Linked DNA regions of Rattus norvegicus: regions 2 and 3 are each linked to region 1. A link is a contact called in public Hi-C data. All regions are on one chromosome and are shown on one strand. The core of a region is the stretch at or near the end of the contact, and the rest is flanking DNA. Distances in the headings are between cores, read along the strand shown. Region 1 holds the start of Metap1 (methionyl aminopeptidase 1). Region 2 overlaps Tspan5 (tetraspanin 5). Region 3 holds the start of LOC134485690 (CRACD-like protein).

The links. A called contact is a pair of places that touch in the nucleus more often than the background predicts.
Region 2: a Hi-C map of frontal cortex shows a contact between it and region 1, with 4 times the contacts expected there. The contact joins the enhancer-like site here to the promoter of Metap1 in region 1. A contact is called at or near these places in 6 of 12 Hi-C or Micro-C datasets (the A7r5 cell line, Schwann cells, frontal cortex and 3 more).
Region 3: a contact with region 1 is called in a Hi-C map of frontal cortex, with 1.9 times the contacts expected there. The contact joins the promoter of LOC134485690 here to the promoter of Metap1 in region 1. A contact is called at or near these places in 2 of 12 Hi-C or Micro-C datasets (Schwann cells and frontal cortex).

Annotation. Positions count from the first base shown.
Region 1 is chr2:229,696,245-229,699,417 of GRCr8, reverse strand. It overlaps Metap1 (methionyl aminopeptidase 1), which reads left to right and starts at 1,688. Exons shown (of 11, transcript NM_001106476.1): 1 at 1,688-1,886. The coding sequence starts at 1,773.
Region 2 is chr2:230,138,712-230,141,884 of GRCr8, reverse strand. It overlaps Tspan5 (tetraspanin 5), which reads right to left. Exons shown (of 8, transcript NM_001004090.2): 8 at 2,873-3,173. Among named protein-coding and RNA genes, the nearest start is that of Tspan5, 170 kb to the right of the region's middle. Within about 2 kb of position 1,569, at least 54 of the 93 cell types and tissues checked have an H3K27ac peak or open chromatin away from gene starts, as enhancers often do. A contact at or near this core is called in the A7r5 cell line, Schwann cells and liver, where this site is marked.
Region 3 is chr2:229,966,078-229,969,250 of GRCr8, reverse strand. LOC134485690 (CRACD-like protein) reads left to right here and starts at 1,682. Exons shown (of 3, transcript XM_063282750.1): 1 at 1,682-2,683. The coding sequence starts at 1,682. The coding sequence ends at 2,257. It overlaps Tspan5 (tetraspanin 5), which reads right to left and starts at 1,675. Exons shown (of 8, transcript NM_001004090.2): 1 at 1,590-1,675. The coding sequence starts at 1,670.

The DNA of each region.
Region 1 (3,173 bases), core at 439-2,938:
AAAATGAAATTCAAGCCAGCGACTCAAGCAGCAATGCATGGAAACAAAGATTCGATGCTCTATGCAGAGTTTTAGCCACCACAGGATTGCTGCTATTGAGGCAGCTCAATCCAAAGATAACCTATTTGATGCACAATGAAGAATGACGGCAGGAGAATACTAGCCATCTTCGTCTTCTGTAATGAAACCACGATGCTTAAGAGCAAATATGGTGAAAGTACGGCGATTCACAGCACACACTGGTCTCCAGCAGTCTCGTCCAGGCAGTGTTTGTTGCTGCCTATGCGGCAGCACCCTCGATGCAGAGTGTACGTGCAGTGGGTTCAGAATCAAGGCTGCAGAGGCCACAACGCACAAGCTGAGTGCTGCCAAAATCTCCAAGCAGTTTGCGTTTAATTTTGAAATAACTTTTGGTTGTTAGGCTTTCAAAAACTTTACTATTCCCAAATACTCTGTGACTCCACATTTAGAAGTCGAGAGCCACAGTTTAGGAAGCTGGGATTTGTTCAGTTACATGTCATATTCAAACATATACACATATGTAGTCACTAATTTCCTCAATGTATACATTTTTATTAGATGTTTTTACAGTGGCTATACAGCAAAAGTTACTAAAGAAAATAAGAGCTTTTCTGGTTTATTAAGGTGGGAAAGATTAGAAAACAACAATAACAACAACAACATCAAAATTCACGGCATTCTTCTAGCCACAAACGCAAGATAGAAAACGGTAGTTCTGTTGTCTACTGATTTTGTGTATTGATGTTTGTATCTGATAAACTCTAAAAGCCTTTTACTCTCCCATTTCTTTTCATTTCTCTTTTGGTTTGGTTCTTGAGACAGGGTTTCTCCTGGTAACCCTGGCTATCCAGGAACTTGTTCTGTAGACCAGGCTGGCCTCCAACTCAGATCTGTCTGCCTGTTTCCTCAGTGCTAGGTTTAAGGCATGTGCCAGCACTGCCTGGGTAACCCCCTCAGCTCTTGATTGGTAGAATTCTCTCAAACTATAAAATCAGATTATAATATATATATATATATATATATATGTATATATATACATATATATATATATATCACTAGTATTGAACAATCTGGCAGTTACTACATTACTGATTTCAATGGCCGGGTGTGGAAAGAAAGGCACGAGGAAGGGCGGACTTCAGTCCCATCTCGGCCCATTGATGATTTTTTAAGAATGAGAGTATTTTTTTCTTTTTGAGGCAGGCACTGACAAAGAGAAGCGGAACTCAGAAAAAGGAAATACTTTCCAAGAAGCGCCAGGTGAACCAACCAGAGGAACCCACGCCCTTCCCAACCACTTGCAAGTCAAGGAAACACGGAAGGCTCAAGAATTTCACCGTCGGAGTCCCGTCGTCACTCCCGAGGCGCCCAGTGGACAGAAGTGGGGTGTGGGGTCTCCGTGGACCCTACGTGGCATCGCCACCGCTGCAAGGCTTTGTGCGGGGAAGGCAGAGGCTGCGGGAGGTTGCGGGAGGCTGCGGGAGGGGCACCACTACGCGTGCGCGGAGAGGGCGGGACTGTCGGGGGTCGGCTGGACGGGAGGGGCGGGACAGCAGGTGAGCGCGCGCTTAGGGGCGGGGCGCTGGGCGCGCGTGCGCGGAGTAGGCGGGGCGCGCTGCGTAGGGGTGGGTCCTACTCCTCCGGGTCCGGCGCTTAGGCCTACAATCTGAGTTCCTCCCCCGGCTGGGTCGCTCTCTCTCTCTCTCTCCCCTCCCTTTGGCGGTTCCTCCCTCCTCCGGCAGCCAGGCAGCATGGCGGCGGTGGAGACACGGGTGTGCGAGACGGACGGCTGCAGCAGCGAGGCCAAGCTCCAGTGTCCCACCTGCATCAAGCTGGGCATCCAGGGCTCGTACTTCTGCTCGCAGGTAGCCGCCCACCCCGCGCCCCTCCGGTCCTCCGCCTCTGGGCCTTGTCGCCTCCCGCTTGGGCCTCGGAGCGGCCCGGGCCTCGGGAGCCGGCCGCCGGGGCTCGCGGGGGCGGAAGCTGACCTGCGGCGGGTTCGGGCCACGCATCCGCGGCCCCGAGGGCGGCCAGGTGTGTGCGCAGGTAGGGACGCGCGGGAACCGGTAGCCCACGACCTCCGCCCGAGCCGGGGTCGGGTCTGGACGCCGCGGGCCGCGCTCCCGGGGCTTCTCTCCCGTGCCTGTGCAATCCCTGTCGGAGACGGAAGCGACCTGCCGGGGCCTCGGGGTGGCCGCAGTCTCCTCCGTAGAGGAAGAGCTAGTTTCAGCCTCACTTCTTTTGTGTTTTACTACCATGCTTTGACATTTAAGCAACTTTGAGTGTAGGCGTGGGGGGGGGGGGGTCTGTGTAATTCATTCTTTTCCGTTGGCATCTTAGATTATTAATTTGAGAACTGGTAAGGTAAAGGGATGAGTCACTTCTTCTATTACTGAAGTTCCTACGGAGTAGAAAGGACAGTTCCCTCAAGGGTTGTGCTTTAAGGCTCCGAGGTGGAAGTTTTTGTGCAAGTGAGCAAACCCAGCAGTGAGTGGGGCCCTGACAGAAGTGTGTGTTTATTGAACGGTATTTGTGTTGCGTTGTGTTTCAAGACTCAGAATAATGGCAAGGCAGCCGTAGATAGTTATTATGCTCTTAGTTACAGTTTGTTGAGGACAAGCGTATAAATACGTTGACAATAAACTGACAGGTTCCTGGGAGATGAGAGTTAATCAATAGTCTAAAGGCTTTGGCATGCTAACTCTTCTGAGATCTTGAGTAAGTGAAATTAATTTCCCAAATTCCAGTGCTACTCTTTACAGACAGAATGAGGATACTTTCCCTTCTGTATTCTATAAGATTGTGCTGACAATAAAATTAAGGAAGACACTGTAGCCCTGTAATTTATGACGTTTTGTTTTTTTAAAGGATTCCAGTACAATTTAATGCTGGTATCTAGATAAAGTTAAATAAGACTAATTATGTCATCAGCTGTAGTGACATATGCCTTTAATCCCAGCACTTGGGAGGCAGGCAGGCAGATCTCTTGAGTTCTAGGCCAGCCTGCTCTACAAGCAAGTTCCAGGACAGCCAGGGCTCCATTGAGAAACCCTATCTCTGAGGTGGGGTGGGTGGGGGTTGGGTAGGAGGGTGGTGAGAGAATAGTTATATGAAAATAGCAAAACAACTATTTTCTAATATAAAGTAGATGA
Region 2 (3,173 bases), core at 320-2,819, 440 kb before region 1:
GGCGACTGTTGCAAGTTTGAAGGCAGCTTGAGATACAGAACAAGGGATATCAGGCCTGTTGGGGCTAGTTAAATAGACTGTGTTAAAGCAAGAACCAAAACAAGATAGAAATCTTGTTAGACCAGGGTTCAGTTCTCCCCCCAAAAAGAGAAATTCTCAAATCAAAGCTAACTCCACTAGATCTTCAGTCAGTCTTGTTTTTGGAGGGAAGTTCAGGAAAGGCTGTTCCCTTTGTCCTGTGCACTTAGTGTTGAAGACCTGAGGTGCAATTTAGGACCTGGGTCTTGGCTCACACAAAATCCTCAAGTTCTGTGTCTTGGGAGAGGGAGTGCAGCTTATCATGCCGCCTCCCCCAGGATAGGTGCCTGGAAGACATAGCACCCCCACAGTGGCCGACGAACACTTGGCGGCAGAGGGCATCATCTAGAAACTGCATCTGAGACCCTACAGGAGGGCAGGGCCAGCTCCCACCAGGCCTGCCAAACCCTGCTGCAACAAGGTGATAAAACGCTAGTGGCAAGATCGGCGCTTAGATATTGAAGGGAACAAGATGTTCCGTTCCTGGGTTCCCAGAATGAGATCCAGCTTTCAGGACTGGGAAGTAGGAACGCACCTACCCTCGCTCACTTGCTCGCTCGCTAAGCACCTGCCCTCAGCCCAAATCCATTTCCCAACACTGGAGCACAGCTTGGATCTGCAAGGAACCTCCCTTCCAGCAGCAGCCAGCTGTGCTTCTTCATGGCTGACACTAGAGGGCAGGCTACTAAAACTTTCCCGTTCTAATGGGCGCACAAGCTCTGGGAGAAGAGGCCCACATGGGTAGCTTGTTTTGCTGGACCCTGGTTCTTTGTGAAATTCATGCATGCCATGTAAAACCATGGCTTCGACGGCTCTTTTAGTTTTTAAAGTACATTTACTTTAGTCCTCGTTTCGAGGGGTGAAAGACCAGGGTGTCCGGCTCAGGCAAACTGGGAGCGGACAGATCAACTTTGGGGCAAGTTTATAAGGAAGCAGCAAGCCTCCAGGGGGAACCAGTTAATTCCGCAAACGGAGAATGTCCTAAAACGCCACACTGTGATAGATTCTGCTGCTATGGCCAGTCTTTCAAATAACAAACAAACAAACAAACAAACAAACAAACAAACGGCTAAGGGAACATTAAAGATGGCTTTGGTACCTTCAGAGTTTAGTTTCTGTTCCCTGCTTCCTGTGTCCAAACCCAGGAACGTCTGACTACTGTGCCCCTAGTCGTGTTTCCACTAGAGTCACAACTCAGCCCCGCCTACAGCTACATTTGCTGTATTTACTTTCCATTTGCTGAGTGTGGACAGCGTCTCACTCTGCCCTGGCGTGCTGGCCACCGTAGCCAGTGTTTATGGAGAGGTTCCCAGTCCTTCCTCGGAGGTCTGCACAGATTTCCCAAGAGACGGAACAAGCACCAAAGTACAAATGGCAAAGCTTGCTGAAGAGGGCCTGCCAGGTCACTGGGCTCCGACCCTCATTGTCCGGCCCACCCGCTTCCCAGGGCTCTTCTCCAAGAGAGCCGGAAACAGGCGCTGGGAGAGCCACACTGCAAAGTGATTCCGTTCCTGCCCACACAAACCCCAGCCCCCAGTGGTCAAATGCTTTTCCAAAGAAGTGAAAGCTTGCTCAGTCACTTCTAAGAAACTGCTGGAGGGGAGGCAGCCTGGGACCTGGGGCAAGAAGCAAGCCCAAAGAAATGTAAAGGGTGTTATCCCCTAGGGAAAGAGATGGGTTTCATCCACTCTCTGATGAGAAGTTCTGGCCTTTACTATTCTTTTTATGAACAGTCAGTTTTAAATATATATTATGAGGCAATCTTTGTGGGAATCAATGAACAATGGAAATTAAAAAATAATAAATTAGTAACCTTCCCCAAAGTTCATGCTCTTCCCAAGGACAAAACGTCTGCTAGTTCTGAGCCTTATAAACAAAGCATCTTTGTAACTATAACCTCTCCACTGCTGGCCAGAGCATGGAGGGACTAACCAGGCCCCAGACCATCAGATAAGAAGAGTCATCATCAGGGCTTGCCCATCTTGAGTTTACCAAGTTTCTTTAAAATCAAAATACTTCTGTTTTCTCTATCCAGGGAAGTGAGGCATTTCTCAAGTTCTCGGGACACACTGTCCTGTGTGGTCTTCGAGTACTACATGAAATGGAAGCTTTTCCTTCCATTTGTCTCTAAAAGTATCCTGGACAATACAAAGATGCTTACGCTGTTTTTTTCCCAGTGGGTTAACATGACGGTTTCAAGGGATTGCTGGCAATTGCTTTCTTACAAAAGCTGTAACTTTTATCTACATCCACTGTGTATTCAATGTTCATAGAGCATACACACCACACACCACACACACACACACACACACACACACACACACACACACACACACACACACACACACACACAAAGAGCCCAGAATGGCAGAGTCTGTGTTTTGTAAAGTTCCTGAGGCATCTGTAGAGGGCAACCCTTGAGACAGAGATGAGAACCTACCTGCAGGTTGCTTTGTCCATCTACATTTAGCAGTTCAAGGACTTAGCCCCTACAACCGCAAGTTCCCCTCCCAGGACTGATCGGTGTTCCTAAAAACCAATGTGTGGTCTCATCAGCATCTTAGGAATTCCCCAGTGCAAGTCCTTGAGCCCCACCCTGACTCACCTCCTTAGAAATTCTGGAAATGATGGTGGTTTCAGGAACATGGGATTGAACGTGAAGTTTCAGGCACACTAAACATGAGCGGTCCCCCTGGCCCAGGCCTTTTTGTGTTTTAAGGAGCCATTCCAGAGCATTTTACAATAGCTAGCCTCTGAGAAGTGATTCAGAAATGTAAGACAATGAGATCCCACGTAAGGTAGAACCGAGTTTATTAATGACAGCTTTTATTACAATCACTCTCGAGTGTAAAAAATAAAGGGTGATTAAAATTTAAAACTCACTTGGGCTTGTGTTTTGGCTTTCACTGTATGTGCCACGGGGTGGGGATCTTGCCTGATTCTGAATCAACTGGCCAGATGTAGTTCACTGGAGAATGAGGTAATAAAGAAGACACAAGTGCCAATCCGAGAGCACGCGTGTCCATGTTGAAGGGCATCACAAGCGACGGCTGTGGTATGGGCAGAGGTGAAGTCACGTGACCTCACAGCCATGG
Region 3 (3,173 bases), core at 433-2,932, 270 kb before region 1:
AAAAGAAAGAAACGCATTTCCTCTTGCTCTGTTTGCAGCAGGGGAGTGCAGGGGAGGGGGGGGGGCTCCCAGGAATCATTTATTACCATTGACACAAAAAAACAAAACTGCCTATGAATGACTGTATATGGTATTTATTCCCACACTCCCTCATCAATCTGGTCCAGTCCTGAGGACAGATGACACGCTGACACAAAGTCCACTTGCTTTCCTTTCAAAAACACACACAGCCACTCTGAGAGAAAATAAGCGGGTGAGTGAGGTGGGGGCGGGGAGGGTTCAGAACATAGGCATATCTACAACTATTCTCACAGTTGTGTGTGTCTACGGCAAACAGCCACAATTAAGGGGAGTCCAGATTAAAACGTTCTGGATTCAGACCACTGGATCATTTGTTTACCTCGCAGAAACTTGGGGATATCCCCCACGGACGGCCACCATCTTTACCTCCCACGGAGAGAGGGGTGCCAGGGAGGAAGGCGACCGGATGGGAAGAGGTGGGCTGAAAAATAACATGGTCTGCCAACCAGTGCCAACCAACCAACCAACGAACCATTTCCCCCCTTGTCCTAGAGAACTCTTTGTCTGGTTGCTGAACACGTTTGTAAGGTCGCAGTAAAGAACCAAAACAAAAGAGTAGGGTCCCAACCTGATTACAATAGGCGCCCCGCACAAGGCAGTGCCAAGCAGAGCACGGTTTGAAGCCGGTGTGCAAGCAGCGGCTCACCTGCTTAGCCAGTAAAACAGGTCTTCCACACCTTCTCTCCTTTGCATGTCTCCGAGGGTTCCTAAAACCCGGCCCGCTGTGTGTCACCCCTTTAAAGAGGGAAGACGTGAGGCACACGCACGCCGAAACATATGTTGACTGATGACTAGTTATTCCACAAGGATACACAGAGAAATAAATCCCTCCACCCCTCACGCCCACTTGGCCAGCCCATTATGCAAAGGGAGCGCTTTACTGCCGGAGAGGAGCATGCAGGACGTGTTATTTACGTGCACATTACAGAGCCACACACCACGGCATCTGCATCCTACACAAAGCCGGAGATGGTGCAAGGAGATACACGCTGAGCACGGCACAGACCAGCCGCGGCAACACCGAGCCAAGCCCTCGGCCAATCAGATCGGCTCTGGAAGGTGGATCTCGGGGTCGGCTCTGCCCGATTAGCCTGCCCCATTATGACACCACGCTCTGCCCAACATCCAGATCCCACGGGAAGCAAATCTAATCCGTGTGCTCCCTCGTTTCTCAAACTGCCGAGCCGTCCTCCCATCTGTACCCAAGCTATTCGCCCCACACACACACCCCCGAAAAAAAAAGAAAGAAAAGAAAGAAAAATGCCACCCTAAGGCCTGGCTGCCCCCTGCCCGGCTCGGTTCCTCTTTTCACCTCCTCCCGGTCCTGGAAAGGATGAAGTGTTTTTCTCTCCCATGCTCGAGCCGGGAAGGCGGAAGGTAGACGCCTCTCGCCGCGACTGGGGCAGGCGCCCCGGGGGCGGCGAAAAGTAAAGGCAGCGACCGCGGCGAGGGACCGTCGCCCACCCACCCTCCACAACACTTGGAAGCCCAGGAGCGCTCCAACTTACCCAAAATATGACATTGAAGCCAAAAATGAAGTATTTGATGCAACAACTGACTTCAGGACCCTTGTAGTGCTTCCCGGACATCCTCTGGGTTCATGAAGACACTTGCCCCGCCAGCCCGAGTTTGGAGCCCCGGAGCACCGCGGCTCGGAGCAGCCCGGCGAGCAGTGGGGCACGCGGGGCTCAGCCGCGCGGACCGAGCGGCTCCGGCACCTCCAGCCGCGGGCCTCCGAGGCCGCCGGGGCGCGGTGGCCGCAGCCTCCGGGAATGCTCGTCGAACCGGCGCGGAGCACAAAGCGGGAGCTCCGCGTCCGTGCGCCAGGCGGCGGGTCCGGCGCTCGGTCCCCGGGCTCCGGGCAAAGGCGGCCGCGCAGATGCCGGCGGAGACGCTGCCCGCCGCCCGCTCGCGCGCCTCCCACCGCTCGCTCCTCCCGCCGCTCGCTCCGCCCGCCCCGGCCCGCAGCTCCGCCCGGCGCCTGGGTCGGCGAGGCGCGCGCGCGCTCGACTCGTGCTCGGGAGCTCCCGAGAGGCGGCCGCACGACGCAGCCGCGCCACCTCTGTCGCGGTCCGCGTGTCCCTCTGTTTCTTCGCCTCCTTGCTCCCCGCCCCTTCTTCCCGATCCTCTAGCCGCCGGGAGAGACAAGGGAGCACCCCTCAGCGCGCTGATTTAGAGGAGCCAGGGTAGAAGGACCGACCCTGGTGGATGAGCTACGGATCCTTTTCTCGGCCACCAGCAGCTCTGGAGGGACCCTTAAAAAGAGAGTGGCTTCGGGGTATGAGGACTGGGTGAGCGCCCGCCTCCTAACACACACGCGCGCTCACACAGACACACAGAGACAGGGTCCTCTAGCTATCTAACCACACCGACCTCCTCCTCCTCCTGCTGCTGCTGCACTATGAGGAAGAGCGGACGCCTTGCCACCCAACAGCAGAGTAGAGTGTCGCGGGTGGGCTTTGTTGAGGTGTTCAAGATGGATCTAGGCCGTTAAAGAAGAGAGAATTGGGGAGTGGGCATCTCAAAGGATACTCTCAATCCCTCCAAGACCAACCCACTCTTCCCAACGGCCAAAGAAATGAACCTCATCCTGCAAATGGAGGTGAGAAAGGGGAACTGGCCCAGAGGAGTCCTGACCCAGGTTCTCATCCAGAGCACGAACTTCTTCCCACCGTTGATGGATATTGTCTAAGGAATATAACTGCTTTCTAACTGAGGAAGCGATCCAGGAGTTACATACAGGACTGTCTTCCTCTGGGAAATGCCAATTGGGTTTGTAGATACAGAGCACTTCAACCTCTGGGAGAGAACAGAACTTAGAGGGAGGAAACTTTGAGAAGGCGGGGGGGGGGGGGGGGGAGCACATGTACCTAGCAGTTATGTGTGTATATTCTTCGGGCACTTTGCACAAGTGCAGGGAAACGGGCACCAGGGTTTTGTAGGAAGAGAAGAAAGGGTAGCTTTCTAGGGGAATTTGCTTAAGTCTTCAGATATCCATGGTAGAAAAAGGTAAGAATTTCCAGAACCACCCAGGGAGACTGGGCCCAAAATTTGCGTGTTTAAGACGCTCCACAGGTGATAACTTCGGGGTG